2 separate regions of the Mus musculus genome follow, and region 1 is linked to region 2. Evidence: chromatin contacts called from public HiChIP or PLAC-seq data. All regions are on one chromosome and are shown on one strand. Each heading gives the region's core, a stretch centred on a gene start, on an enhancer-like site or on the middle of the called end of the contact. The rest is flanking DNA. Distances are from core to core; before and after follow the strand shown. Region 1 has its middle 17 kb from the start of Tmem106b. Region 2 has its middle 130 kb from the start of Thsd7a.

Region 1 (3,297 bases), core at 293-2,792, 180 kb after region 2:
TCCACAGATCGAATGTCTTGTGGCTTCCCACTGCGTTGAGCCAGTGATCACAAGGTCTGTTTGTCTAAACAGATTCTGAGACCTCAGCTCTCCCCGGACTCATTCTTCAAATCCACAGGGCTCTTCCTAAGTTCCAGGTTGAGGATATGTTGATTCTCCACCTCTGAAGCATTACTATGCCTCTGTTTGATGTTCTTTTCCAAAGAAGCACGTGTCAGGCTCCTCTGTTTCATCAGCTCTCTACTGAAGTACCAGTGAAGAACCTCACAAGAATTCACATAAATTAATAATGTACTCATCTTTCTTTTATTTTTTGCCCTGACTCTCATTGTTCTGTTGAGCTTGCTACTGTTTGACATTTTTAGGGCAGTCCTCTGTTTTAACCAGTTTGCCTGCATTCCCAGATGTGTAAGCTGAGTGGAGTCAAGACCCACCCCTGCTTATGTTTATTTTCCTTTAGTCTAGAGCAGCCCTTAACACAGAGATAATGCTCAATACCATTTGATAAGTGAACAAATGGAAACACTTTGGATTAATTCTTAAGCTCCACCCACTGATTGGCATGAAACAATGAAAGCTAAATACTTATAATAGCAAATTTTATTCCAAATTATGCTTAAAATATTTCTTTAGATTCTAACTACCTATTGGATAGTCTTGAATTCCCTGTCCAATTCTGCTTTCTCCTGTAAACAAAGGTGTTTAAGGATGAGAATAATAAAAAGGGAGTTGTATATTATTTTTTGAAATTTAGTATGTATTTTTCCCAGAACTGTCTCTAGACCATAAAATATTGAATAGAAACTCAAGTTAACTCTGGATTTGAATGAACGAGGACTTGAGTTAGGATCATGGAAAGGCCTGCCCTGGAGTGTGGGGGGGTGTACTTTGTCCAATTCCACCAAAGAAGCTTCTGTTTCCTTTTCCAGCTGGTATCAATTGTAAATAGCTTTGTGGCTAAGGTACAACTTCGTGCTCACTACTCTATGGGATTTTGTCTGGTTTGAACCTGTGCAGAGCTGATGCATGCTATGTCACAGTCTCTCTGAATTCATCCATATGTGCTTTGGCCATGTTGGATTGGAGTCACCCATCACTTTTGGTTCTTTGGCTCCTTCTGTCTCCTGTTCCACATAAAGCCCTGAGCCTCGAAGGGAGGGGTTTTATAGGACATCCCATTTAGGGCTGAGCACTCCAAAGTCTCTCACTGTACAATGTCTAGCTGCAACTCTGCGTTAATTACCATCTACTTCAAGAAGAAGCTTCCTCATGAAACGGAATCAGGAAACTTACTGCTATAGTTCTCATAGATTCCTGACCAAAAACGAAACAAAAACAAAAACAAAAAGAACAACAATACCCCTCCAAGATGTCTTTACAGAATGTACTTTGAATGGTTCTTCCAGCCAAATTCTGGAAATAGAAATAGAAATGACGAAATAGGTAGAACCTTCCTGACACACGTTGTTTATCCAAGGCTTGTTTTTCTGCCTGCATGCTCTAGTTATTTATTACATACTAATGCCTGATCTCTTGTGAAAGTCTCACCTTGTTGGAATGTCAAAGCTAGAAGTGATCTCTGTAATTTTCCATTAGTCATTGGGTAGTCCACTCTAGAAAGAGATTACATCTCTTGGTTTGCTTGCTTGGCTGGTGCCAAAGTCTGTTAAATGTTCTCTATGTATTGTTTACTTTAGTATTTGTGACTCAAAGTAGTTCTGCCAAGTACTCCATGAGTTCTACAAAATATGTCAGTAGAAATGAGTCAGCTGATATCACAGGAATAATTATATTAAACAAAAAATTCAAAAAAAAGCCATAGAAATGTAGAAAAATGCACTTCCAAGTAGGCAATTAATTCAATAATAAAATAAAGAACTGGTGACCTATTGGGTCCATGACATTAGCTAGGAAAGATGATTAATCAGTAAAAGAAGTGGGGGAGAGCACAGTCGGAAGATAATGAGCACATTCCAAGCCTAAAATGGAACAGAAATGAACTGCAGTGCCAAGAACAGTACACTGAGAAGAGCAGAATACTAGATCTGGTCATTGCTAGCGTTGCCAGCTGTGTGCTTTCCTTGTCCAAGGCATGAGGACCCTGATGCATACATACCCTTCCTAGTGAGCACTCTGGCCTATAACCCAGGGTAAGATCCCAGGGGGAAAGCTGCAGTAAATTTCATCAGCTGTCCAGAAAGGCACACTTCTGTGGCACTATCCCTGCAACTCTGTGCAACAGGAATCTCATCCCTCTACTCCTGTATTCTGCAGGATCTTCTAAGTCCTTTTTCAGACTAAGATTTGCATGGCATGTTGCTTTATCATCCATACCAGATTTAAAACTACTACAAACTCTATCTGTTCTCTGTAATCAGTGTGAACTTATTTTCTGTTCCTAAATTCTGTATGTTATAGAAATGCCTGTTTTCCCTCAGTACCCTTGCTCTAGCAGAGCTTAAAAGCGGTTTAGAAAGTGGATAATCATAAAAGAAGATCTACACACTAATTTTCATGATATTAACTACATATATTGGATTATGTGGTTCTTCATAATTATCATCAGATCAGGTATACAAGAAAAATGCATCTATTTAAACATCACCACCATCAACTCTTCTCATTACTCATCTCTTTACCTTAATTTACTTTTCAAAAAGGTCATTTCTTTCAGGTTTAAAGTATGTAATATTAATATTTATTTCAAACTCAGTATATTAGGTATGGTTTTTATGCCAGTAATCTTAGCACTTGAGACCTGTGTTATGAGGATAATAAAGTAGAGGCCAACCTGTGTTACATATCAAGTCTGAGCCAGCCTGACCTACATAGTAATTTCCAGGGCAACCTAGAATATACATGAGATCCTGTCTCAAACAATAGAAGAAAATTCTGTCTGTCATTAGTTTCATAGAACAAAGCTGTTGGAGGTGTCTTTATGATAAAGATACATACACACTAGAAAATAATTTAAATGTTTATACAGTTCAGTGTTCATATGATATGAAGTTATTAAAGATCAAAAGAAGCAAGGGAGCCACAATAGAGGAAAATAAGAAGAACAACAAATATCAAAGAAGGTGACTACAGTGGACAATATCAGTCAAACCAAGGCAATTTGCATGTACTGTAAAAAAATAAGAAACTGACTGAATACTAACAAGAGTTTATAGGTTAGCAATATAAAACAGGTCCTTGTAATAGAGATCATAGAACCTCACTGTTTGAGGGAACAGAGTCTGAAGAACTGAAACTTAGAAATTAAAACAAAACAGAACAAAAAACTCAGAACATTCA
Region 2 (3,137 bases), core at 23-2,522:
GACTCCCCCACGTTCTGACTCAGGAGAGGCGACACCCCAAAATCACCCACAAGAAACGGGTCTTGCTGCAAATTGCAAGAGGATTTTTATTCAAGAGCGCTCTCGGGCCCATGGTCATACACCACGCAGGGGTAGAGGACCGTGGCGCCCCGAGTAGCTGGGTAAGGGGGTATTTAAAGGAAGAAACCGAAACTCAAGGAAGTGGGGAGGGCGTTGTTGGAAGATACCAAAGATACCAGTTAAGAGTCACAAGGAAGTGTAAAGTTACAAGAGTCACAAGGAATACCTGATAATTGTTAACTCTCAAAACAGCTTCTAAGAGCCCCTAACAATAGCACATTTGCATTGCAGGTTCTGGGTGACTTTCTTTGAATGAGCACTCTTTGAACCCAGGAAGCGGGTGGGTAGAGGAATGTCGCTATCTCTTTTATGATTAGCATACCTTTACAAAGGCCACATTCCCAAGCCTGGGCCTAAAGGCCTAGAATTCTGTTTTTATGTTGTTATACTTTCAGCCCCAGTACAGGGGAACGCCAGGGCCAAAAAGGGGGAGTGGGTGGGTAGGGGAGTGGGGCTGGGTAGGTATGGGGGACTTTTGGTATAGCATTGGAAATGTAAATGAGCTAAATACCTAATAAAAAATTTAAAAAAAAAAGGAATCAGATGGATGGCTTCAGTTGTAAGTAGACAAAGCAGGAGAGATTCAATTAAATAGACAATAAGATTATATATGATGCAAAATATAAGACCAAAGCTATTTTAAATACTAAAATGAAAGAGATTAAATTAATAATATAGGGGTAAGACTTAAATAATACTTCACTGAAATCCAAGGAGAGAAAAAGGAGTAAGAGAGAGGAGAGTTCATGCTACAGTAATCCTTCTCAAAACGTACTTTAGTTACTAAGGCATGTTTATTATCCCTATAGACCAGAGATAAAGAAATAATATTAAATATATAGTGGTGAGTATGTTGCTACACTATTAATAATAATAAGAAATCTTAAAATCAGAAAATTAAACATTACACTTGAAATAACTGTGTCTGGTCTAGTAAGGAGATTTTCACACAGTACAAATTAAACATTTCTAGTTTCTTTCTATCATTATGATAAAACACTGACCAAAGTCCACAAGAAGAGGAAAGAGTTAGAGTCTATCATCCAGGGAAGTGAGGACAGAAAACCACAAAAACCCACAGAGGAATGTTGCTTTGCTATGCACTCTCCAGTGATGTTTGCTTGGCAGGCAGAGAGGCCTGGGAACACTCACAAGGCAAAGAGTTTCAGAGAAACTCACCTCCTGGAACTTTGGCGTTCTCATAACCCGCATACTCACACCCTATCCCTGCGTTAGTCTGGTGTATGGATCCACGTGCTCTCTTTTAGTATTTTATTTTAAGTGCCTTTTAAGATTGAATTCTGACATAACTAAGCCTTCGCCAGTGTTCCAACATCCCAGATAATCCTTGAAGGCAACAAACTTGGAACTCAGTAGGAATGCAGTAAGAAGGTTACCTATTCAGTAACATTCAAATTTACTTCTAGTAGAGATGGTGAAACTAATTAGGCATTACAAAGAATGGAGCCAGAATATCTCAGTGGAGGTCTGCAGAGTGTTTACTTGAGACAATAGCCAATCTTACCCAGACAAGGGAATTCACAATGGCCTAGCAAATAGGTGGGTTTACCATGAAAGAGTTAGGGAATCCCCCTGAGACTTGCTTCTTCACTAGGCCCAAAGAAACAGCACAATCAGGCATTTTACTAAGAACCCCTGGAGGTGGGTTTAACAATAGACACCTGGCACCCTTCTTAGAGGTAAACAGCAGGGACTGGTCCCTGCCATCCTTTGATGTATACATTCCTTATGTTTTGTGTCACTGTAACTGGGTGGATGTATCTTGCCTGGTTTCTTATTATTCTTCTGTATAAAAAGTATGATGCTCAACCTGAAAAATTACATTCAGATTCTACACAATCTCCTGTGCTGTGTCTGTCTGTCATTTATTCGCTGACTCCTTGTCCATCTGCAACTAGAGACCTGCTCTACGCAGACAAGGGACCAAGAGGATCTGCAGCATTCCTTACTGTTTCATTTGCAATTCATGCTTAGCTAACATTTCTGTATATCTAGGCCCTCCCGAAAAGGGCTGGTGCCACCTAAAGTGGACAGGGACCTCTGACACAAATCATAGCAATCTCTCAGAGTCTTGGCAACCAGATAAGTTGAGGGACACAATTCACCTGAGGCTCCCTCCTTTATGTGACTCTAGATTGTGTCAGGTTGACAATAAAAATTAAGGAGAACAGAAACCGAAATAAGCCGAATATCATAAAATGTTGGAAACAATAACCTATACCCTTGAGAAGAGACAGATGACACATATGCAGGCTGTAATCAACTGCAGTAAAAAATAATGCTTTGCTTGAATTTATGAGATAAAAGAAAACAGCAATAGTAACATTATAAAATGAGAAAATATTACAAGCATCAAACAAATAAGATATATATTTATATTATATATATTACATATATAAATTGGATATTTTCTTTATTTACATTACCCTTTCCAGGCTTCCCCTTTGGAAATCCCCTAGCCCATCTCCTCTCCCCCTTCTTTTATGAGGGTGCTCCCTCACCCACCCACCCACTCCCCAGTTCTCACCCTGGCATTCCCCTACACTGGGCCATCAAACACTCTCAGGCCTAAGGGCCACTCCTCCTACTGATGTCCAACAAGGCCATTCACTGCCACATATGCGGCCAGAGCCATGAGTCACTTTATGTGCACTCTTTGGTTGATAATCCAGTCCCCTGGAGCTCCAGAGTGTTTGGCCTATTGACATTATTGCCTTCTTCCCCCACCCCCCATGGGGCTGAAAACCTCCTCAGTTCCTTCAGTCCCTTCTCTGATTCCTCCACCTGGACTCCTGCACTCAGTCCAATGGATGGCTGTGAGCATCCACCTCTGTATTTGCCCAGCTCTGGCAGAGCCTCTCAGGAGATAGACATATAAGGCTCCAGTCAACAAGCACTTCATGGCATCCTCAATACCATCCCAGTTTGGTGACTGTATATGGGATGGATCCCCATGTGGGGTAGTCTCTGGATGGTCTTTCCTTCAGTCTCTGCTC

Evidence for each region. HiChIP or PLAC-seq counts read pairs in DNA pulled down with a chosen protein or histone mark.
Region 1: a FOXA1 HiChIP or PLAC-seq map of pancreatic cancer cells shows a contact between it and region 2. The contact joins two enhancer-like sites. A contact is called at or near these places in 1 of 484 Hi-C or Micro-C datasets (liver) and 3 of 115 datasets of contacts at active chromatin or transcription factors (embryonic stem cells, kidney and pancreatic cancer cells).

Annotation. Positions count from the first base shown.
Region 1 is chr6:13,050,984-13,054,280 of GRCm38.p6, forward strand. No RefSeq gene overlaps it. Among named protein-coding and RNA genes, the nearest start is that of Tmem106b, 17 kb to the right of the region's middle. Within about 2 kb of position 1,543, at least 58 of the 459 cell types and tissues checked have an H3K27ac peak or open chromatin away from gene starts, as enhancers often do. A contact at or near this core is called in kidney and pancreatic cancer cells, where this site is marked.
Region 2 is chr6:12,875,334-12,878,470 of GRCm38.p6, forward strand. No RefSeq gene overlaps it. Among named protein-coding and RNA genes, the nearest start is that of Thsd7a, 130 kb to the left of the region's middle. Within about 2 kb of position 1,273, at least 18 of the 459 cell types and tissues checked have an H3K27ac peak or open chromatin away from gene starts, as enhancers often do. A contact at or near this core is called in kidney and pancreatic cancer cells, where this site is marked.